2 separate regions of the Zea mays genome follow, and region 2 is linked to region 1. Evidence: chromatin contacts called from public Hi-C data. All regions are on one chromosome and are shown on one strand. Each heading gives the region's core, a stretch centred on a gene start, on an enhancer-like site or on the middle of the called end of the contact. The rest is flanking DNA. Distances are from core to core; before and after follow the strand shown. Region 1 holds the start of LOC100281023 (Grx_I1 - glutaredoxin subgroup III). Region 2 holds the start of LOC100281720.

Region 1 (3,737 bases), core at 150-2,649:
CATCGACCAGTACCCGCCGGAGACGCTCGTCAACCCCTACATGGATAAGAGAGACGAGGAAGACGACGGCCAGGGAAGGGAGAATGGAAGACGCTCGAAGACGGCGGCCAGAGAAGTAACAGAGCGAACGGAGCGAGGGCACGACGGGCACACGAAAAATGCTAATGACCATCAATGCAGCGCGATGCCATTTTTTAAAACGGTCGAGATTATAATGCCACGGATTCAATTATGACGATCGCGGTGCCAATAATCTGAAGCCCGCCGAAGGAAGTGCCATGGTTGCAAAATTCTCGGCGCTGTGTCGGTAAATCATTTCTAGATTAGGAAACTTAAACGGAATTTAATATGTGATCATGTCGAGCTGACGCGCGTACATCACGGGAGTGATGATCACACGACATATCCGCACGTCCTTGTCGAACACCTGTGCTATTTTTTTCTGTGCAAAAAGAAAAGGTTTGTGTGGAGGAAAATCCCAATCCAGTCGGCAGCCGATGACCTGTACCGTTCATGAGTTGTACTGACTGCTGTGCAATTATGACACGTCCAGGACTCAAAGCTCAGGTAATTTCAGCACTCTTTCATATTCACATGACGGGAAACCAAGATAAATATATACTGTAAATCGCTTAACACACGTACTCCATTGTTCTAACTACCTAATATTCTGTTTCTACCGAAAGAGTTAAAAGTCCTATATGCATGCCTATCTGGTCTATTTAATAGAGTAAAAATAACAAGTTAAAAATAACATGGACAAGGGGAGCTGACGACGATGGAGAGGCCAAGGAAGGATGGACGGGGGAGCGAGACTACGAACGCCTTGGTCCTCTCATCAGAGCCACAGCGCGCCGGCGTCCTTGAGTATGGGCACGAGGTCGCCGGAGATGTGCACGGCCATGAGCCGGTCGAGGCCGCCGAGGAGCCTGCCCCCGACGAACACGGCCGGGAGGGCAACGTCGCCGCCGCCGTCGACGACCCCGGCAATAAGCTTCGCCTCGGCGCCGTCGGCGACCTCGTGCACGGCGGGGTTGACCCCGAGACCCTGCAGCAGCCGCTTCACCACGTGGCTGAGGCAGCACCCGCGCTTCCCCACCACGAGCACGGGGCACTCCGCCACCGCCCGTCGCACCTCCTCCCCCCTCGCCGCCGCCTCCGCCCCCGCCGACGGCTGCTGCTGCTGTGCAGCCGCGAGCAGCCTCTCCTCCTCCGCCACCGCCGCCGCGGCCTCGACGCCCATCGCCGGCGCGGGCCGCGGCCACGGCCGGCCGGCGCTGTACGGGATGGCCTGGTACATTACTCCCTCTTCCTCTCCTTCCTGGGGCGCGCGCGAGTTTTTACACGGCGTCCTTGTTCTCGTTTCGGTTGGGAGTTGCGATTTGTGGCGTCGTGTGATGGGCAGCAGGAGGAGTAGCAGCCTGATATATAAAGGGCGGTGAGGTCAGCGACGGACGGGGATGCCGTCATAGTGTGTGTGAGATAGGCCGAGAGGACGACGGCGACCGCAGGGTTCGCGCCAACCGCGCCGCGGTGGCGTGGCGTGGCGTCAGCCGCGGTTGAGGTGGTTCGGTGGGCCCGACACGCCCCCGGGCCTCTGGTCGGGACGGCCGGTCCGTGACGGCAGCACGTGGAGAGTCTGATGACTAGGCCAGGCGCGGCCAACGCGCAGCGCGTGGGAGGTGGTGACGTGGTTGGTGACGAAGCTGCGCCCACGCCGTGGGGTCCCGTGACGGCGGCCGCCGGCAACGGCGGAGTCGTGGAAGCTTTGGAGTGGTAGCTTTGGAGTTGTATCAGCAGTGCTGTGACTCGTAAGGATAAGGACAAGTATATAAATAGTGCTATGAACCGCCGTATGACTTTTAAAAGTTGATATTCGGCATTTGAAAATCTCGAACTTCGAAATTGTAATCTAAGGAAAAAAGATGAAATTTAGAGACATATGGATAATTGATTTTGTTCAATTCTTTCTAAAATATTTTGTCTAACCCTTTTTACTATAATATAAATTATAGATGACCAATTAAGTCGTGCTAAATGAGCTGACACTAAGCACGACACGACTCGTGATACTTCAGTACGGCACAGACACGATTCATATATCGTGTGTTTGGTTACGCGCATATGCGGCATGCGTTGACCAGGTTGTTGCGCGTGTTTGTTTGCCCGTATGCAGGTGGCCAGACCTGCATGTACAGGTGCAGTCACGTCTTCGCGGGAAGCTTTTGTCCTGCATCCGCCGATACACGTGAAACCTCTGTATCTGCGGGAGCAGGCTCGCGTGAGGCCGGTTGCACACACGCAGGTATCAATCAGGTAGATAGTGTCAATGTCGATACGACACTTGTCTAATGTCGTGCTTAGGCCACCACCCAGCACAATTAAGTGGCCCGCTCAATTAGGCACAACATAAAAACTCGACTTACGAGGGGTAAGACAGTTATTAAGAAGAAGACCTTTTCATACAGGTCGAGAAAAACCCCCGAACCCATACCCACACATACATATCGACACCGAAGTCCATGTGAGAACGACCGCGACTGGGACCGGGCCTTAGACCTGTGTTTTAACGTAGGATAGACAAGTGGATTTTTTAACCACAACTTGAAATTCGCTCCTACGGAAAGTCGAACCCGAACCTAAGGAGTTCTACTCTAATCACCTAATCTACTCAACTAGAGGTCCTTTCGCATTAGGCACGACTTAAAACCAACCGGTGATATACAGATGTGATTGTGATGTGCACATGTGATTTGTAAATTGTAATTTATTATGTTTTTAAACATAATAAATTCACTTTATAATAGTATAAATATTCAAGTTTTAAAATTATATATATATAGTCTTAAAGATCTTCTATATTTTTTGAGCTCTTAAAGTGGAATAGACATGGATATTGTTAAGTATTAGTGTCGTATAGTGCCGAAATGACACGATTAGACATCAAGTGTAGTACCTGGGTCGCTGATTAGCCACGCCACAGCACGACACGATGCATTAAGCTTCTCGAAGAAAGGACGAATCATCTGCAAACTAATGCTCAAATGACGCATGCATACGAAAATTTGGACTTACGTAAAACTAATGCTCAAATGATGACCTGGGCTGGTGGCGAGATTGAGATCAGCGCCTGGGCCACCAGGCAGACTTTTTCCCTCGCAAAATGATGGCGTAAATATTCCTGCGTTTTTTTTCTAAACAAAAGAGACAGTTATTTTAGGATAGCAAATGGACTTACGTAAAACATCATCGGTATTTGCTCTAGATAAATAAGGTTATTATAAGAACAGGATGTGCTTATCATTACTACAAACATTCGGTATTATGTTAAAATTTAATTAATTGGTGTATTTCTTCAAAAAAAAAGAGAGATTTGTATGTGCATGTTTCTGACGTCAGATTGTTTAGGTAGGTGTGGACGACACTCCATGCATCTCGTCGTCTGGAACAATACGGATTTGAAGGAAATGGACAAGATCAAATAATATAATGCACTACCCGCCGGCCGGCCGCTGACGACGCTGCGTGTGTGTGCATGGGCATGGCATCGTATCGTGCATACGTGCGGCGATCCCGCGTGACGTCGTCGGCGCGCTTCATGCGTTGGGTTCTGCTGGCCTTTTTCTTCTTCTCTCGCTCGTCCGGAACTCCGGATAAGATGACCGGCGCGGCGAGCTACTAGCTAGTAGGTCTCGATTGACCACTGATAGACGGACGGCAATAAAATACGGTTCCGA
Region 2 (3,548 bases), core at 161-2,660, 440 kb before region 1:
AAAAATACCTTTCGATCCTACTATGTGGCATCGGTGTGGTTTGCATTTAAATGGCAACATTGATTTAATATAAATGCAGGATTCCAAATCGAGTTCTACTACGGTAGAATGAGGCAAGATATAAGAATATAATCCAAACCCGACCAGCAAGCCGCAAATCTGAAACTCTAGAAGCACCCATGGTCTGGATCACTCGGTTTGAAACATATACTTTAAATTTAAAGTACACTCGGTGCATCTAGAATTCAAATTTTAAAAAAGTACATGTTTAAAAATTATGACAATTGAGATCCCATGGTTGGGAATAAATAAATAGATTAGTACCCATTTTAGTAATAATTTGTCTTATCTAAAATATTTGCTGTTGCTTTCCTTATTTAAAAAGATTAGATGCTTTGTAGAAAAACCATTTCCCCTCTCTTGAGTCTTGACCCTAAAAAAGCCCAACCAGAAACTACCAACATCCACAATGCTAGCAGTTGAATTAGTGAATAACGGGAAAAAAAAGAGAGAATTTAAAAACCAAAACAAAGAACGTACTGTAACTAAACTCTTCAGACCAAAACCAAAGTTCAGACTTAACAATTTAAAGTCCAACCTATTCCCTGGTCGATAGAAACAAGTCTGTTTGCTAATCAGAAATGAGCATGGCAACAGACTGTCACATCTATCTCCTCACCACAATCAACCAAGTGTCTCTCGTTACCAAGCAAAATTTTCCGCACCTACGTAGAAGCTTATAGGGTCTCAATCTGTACAGCCATCCCAAATGAAAAGGAATAACATACTACGCCGCACGAATTTCAAACCATTTACGTCCACGACCCACCGCAAGTCCAATTCCGCCGCTCCATCACCGAAAATGTTGACTCCAAGCTCACGGCCCACATTCCGAGTTCTGAAATTAGGTTAGCTGCATCAACCGACGGAAGCACTCCGCTGCAGTACAGAATCCTTCGTCGGGCGAAAAAAAAAAGAGAAAAAAAAACCGCCCCCGTCTTCTAGTAGCTTCCGGGCTCCGGCGACCGGCGCGGCTTGCGGCAGGAATGCTCCCCAGCCCCAACCAAACGCGCTCAAACGCATAGTATAATAATACCCAGCCCCAGCCCCTCACAGCCGGCCGAACGTCCAATCGCGGCTCTCGGGGACCCGATTCCTTCCCGGCCCGCCGCGTGAGCGCAGACACGGTCACACGGGCCACGGGCGGGAGCACAGCGAGCTCACCCGCCGCCCATACAATTCGACGAGGAAGGGGGAGGGGGACGAGCTGCGAGAGGATTCAGGAAGCATCACCTCCGGACGGGTCCGCGACGCGATCGGCGCGGGAGCTGTAGGAATCCGCTGGTGGGTGGCGAGAGAAGCCTCCCGCTCGAGCGTGACCGGTGGTGACGAGGTCGGGGCCGGGGGGACGGAACGGAATCGGTTGGTGGAGGCGGTGGTATCCGGTGGGGGCTGGAGCTCGATCGGAAATTCGGAAGCGGACGACGATACGGGTGGGTCCTGTATTTATAAGCACGATGAGCTTTTCGGGGACGGACAGGGTGGGGGAGAAAGACCAAGAGGAGGGTGTCTCTCGCTTTTTTTATAATGTTTTTTCAGACAAAAAGGATGCCGGATGTGGATTCGGGTGCGGTGATTCTCACGTTTTTTCCGGCTTCTGAACCGGGCTCGAACAGCGCGTCTCGGGCTGTGCTTATCTGTTCGTCTCTATTCCTGCGTCAGAACTCGAAAGATATCCTCCAGCTAATCTCTGTGTGGTGTGTGCTCATCGGGCCAGTGCCACGTTGGTTCCTAACCCCATTCAGACGAGCAGGGTGAAAATAGTATGGATACGAACGTATATTAAGTGCTAGTTCGAGAACCTCAATTTCTGGAGTGATTCCTATTTTTCTATGTGAAAATAAACTATTTTTTCTTGAGAAAATAGAAAATTCTTGAAAAATTGGGATTTCTAAACTAGCCCTAAATTAATTATTTTTAGTCAAATTTAGGATTAATTATAGACAGCAAAAAAGAAACGGGTCAGCTACACAACGAGTTCAAGTAGTATTTGGACAGATAGAAAACAGATATTATATATAACGTATATGATCCAAAACACTTAAATAAATTAATATAATTAAATTTAGACACATTATAAGCATAGGACATGTTATAAATTTGTCGGGTATCGTAATTAGGGGTACCCCTAACACTCCTAATTACGGCTGGTAACCACCATCAGCACAAACCGTAAAGACTGATGGGCGTGGTTCAGGTCAAGGCCTCGTCTACCAAGGGACACAATCTCGCCTCGCCCGATCCCGGCCTCGGGTGGGAACAGTAGTCCCGGACGAACTCACGCCTCGCCCGAGGGCCTCCTCAGGCGGTGGGCGCACCCTCGACTCGCCCGAAGCCTAGCTCGGGCAGGCTTCGTTGTGAAGCAACCTTGACCAAATCGCCTCGCCAACCGACCGTATCGCAGGCGCATTCAATACGAAGATCGCCTGACACCTTATCCTGACACGCGTGCCTCAGTCGGCAAGGTCAAAGTGACCGCAGTCACTTCGCCCTTTCACTGACCGACCTGACAGGAAAACAGCGCCGCTCGCCCCGCTCCGACTGCTGTGCCACCCACTAGGGTGAGACTGACAACAGTCAAGTTCAGCCTCGGGTGCAACAGGAAGCTCCGCCTCGCCCGACCTTAGGCCTCGGCCTCGGGAGAAGGTCTCCGCCTCGCCCGACCCCGGGGCTCGGCCTCAGCCTCGGCCTCGGGAGGAATTGTGTCCTCGCCCGACCCCGACCTTGACCTCAGGAGAAGTCTCCGTCTCGCCCGACCTTGGGCTAGGACTGACCGCGCCACAGGGGATACATCATTACCCTACCCCTAGCTAGCTCAGGCTACGAGGAAACAAGACCGGTGTCCCATCTGGCTCGCCCCGGTAACAGGTAATGATGGTTCCCCGCATGCGTCCATGACGTCGGTGGTTCTCAGCCCCCTACGGAAGCAAGGAGACGTCAGCAGGATCCCAGCATCATCGACAACTGTGCTTCTACAGGGTTCAGGCACTTCTCTGACGGCCACGTTATCGCGTACACAGGGCTCTAGCACCTCTCCGGCGGCCACGTTGGCATGTACACAGGGCTCAGGCACCTCTCTGCCAGACACGTTAGCGCATAGCTACATCCCCATTGTACACCTGGACCCTCTCCTTGCATCTATAAAAGGGAGGTCCAGGGCCTTGATGCGGGAGGGTCGCGCGGGGGAACGAGCTAACGAACAGGCTCACTCTCTCCCTCTCTCTCGCGACGCTTGTAACCCCTACTACGAGCACACCCCTAGTGCGAGATAATACAAGCCGCATTCTCCCTTGTGTTCCATCTTGCGCCAACCCATCTGGGCAGGGGCACGCAGCGACAAATTTACTGGTCGGTCCAGGGACCCCCCGGGTCCGAAACGCCGACAGTTGGCGCGCCAGGTAGGGGCCTGCTGCGTGTTAACGAACAACTTTCCGTTGAGTTCCAGATGGGTAGTCTCCAGCAAACTCTTCAGCCCGGGACGGTGCTCC

The links. Hi-C and Micro-C count contacts between places; a contact is called where the count stands out from the background.
Region 2: a contact with region 1 is called in a Hi-C map of bundle sheath, with 5 times the contacts expected there. The contact joins the promoter of LOC100281720 here to the promoter of LOC100281023 in region 1. A contact is called at or near these places in 2 of 25 Hi-C or Micro-C datasets (bundle sheath and tassel).

The regions. Positions count from the first base shown.
Region 1 is chr8:71,019,838-71,023,574 of Zm-B73-REFERENCE-NAM-5.0, reverse strand. It overlaps LOC100281023 (Grx_I1 - glutaredoxin subgroup III), which reads right to left and starts at 1,399. Exons shown (of 1, transcript NM_001153942.3): 1 at 564-1,399. The coding sequence starts at 1,300. The coding sequence ends at 839. It also overlaps the pseudogene LOC103636996.
Region 2 is chr8:71,464,333-71,467,880 of Zm-B73-REFERENCE-NAM-5.0, reverse strand. LOC100281720 reads right to left here and starts at 1,410. Exons shown (of 6, transcript NM_001154640.2): 1 at 1,294-1,410.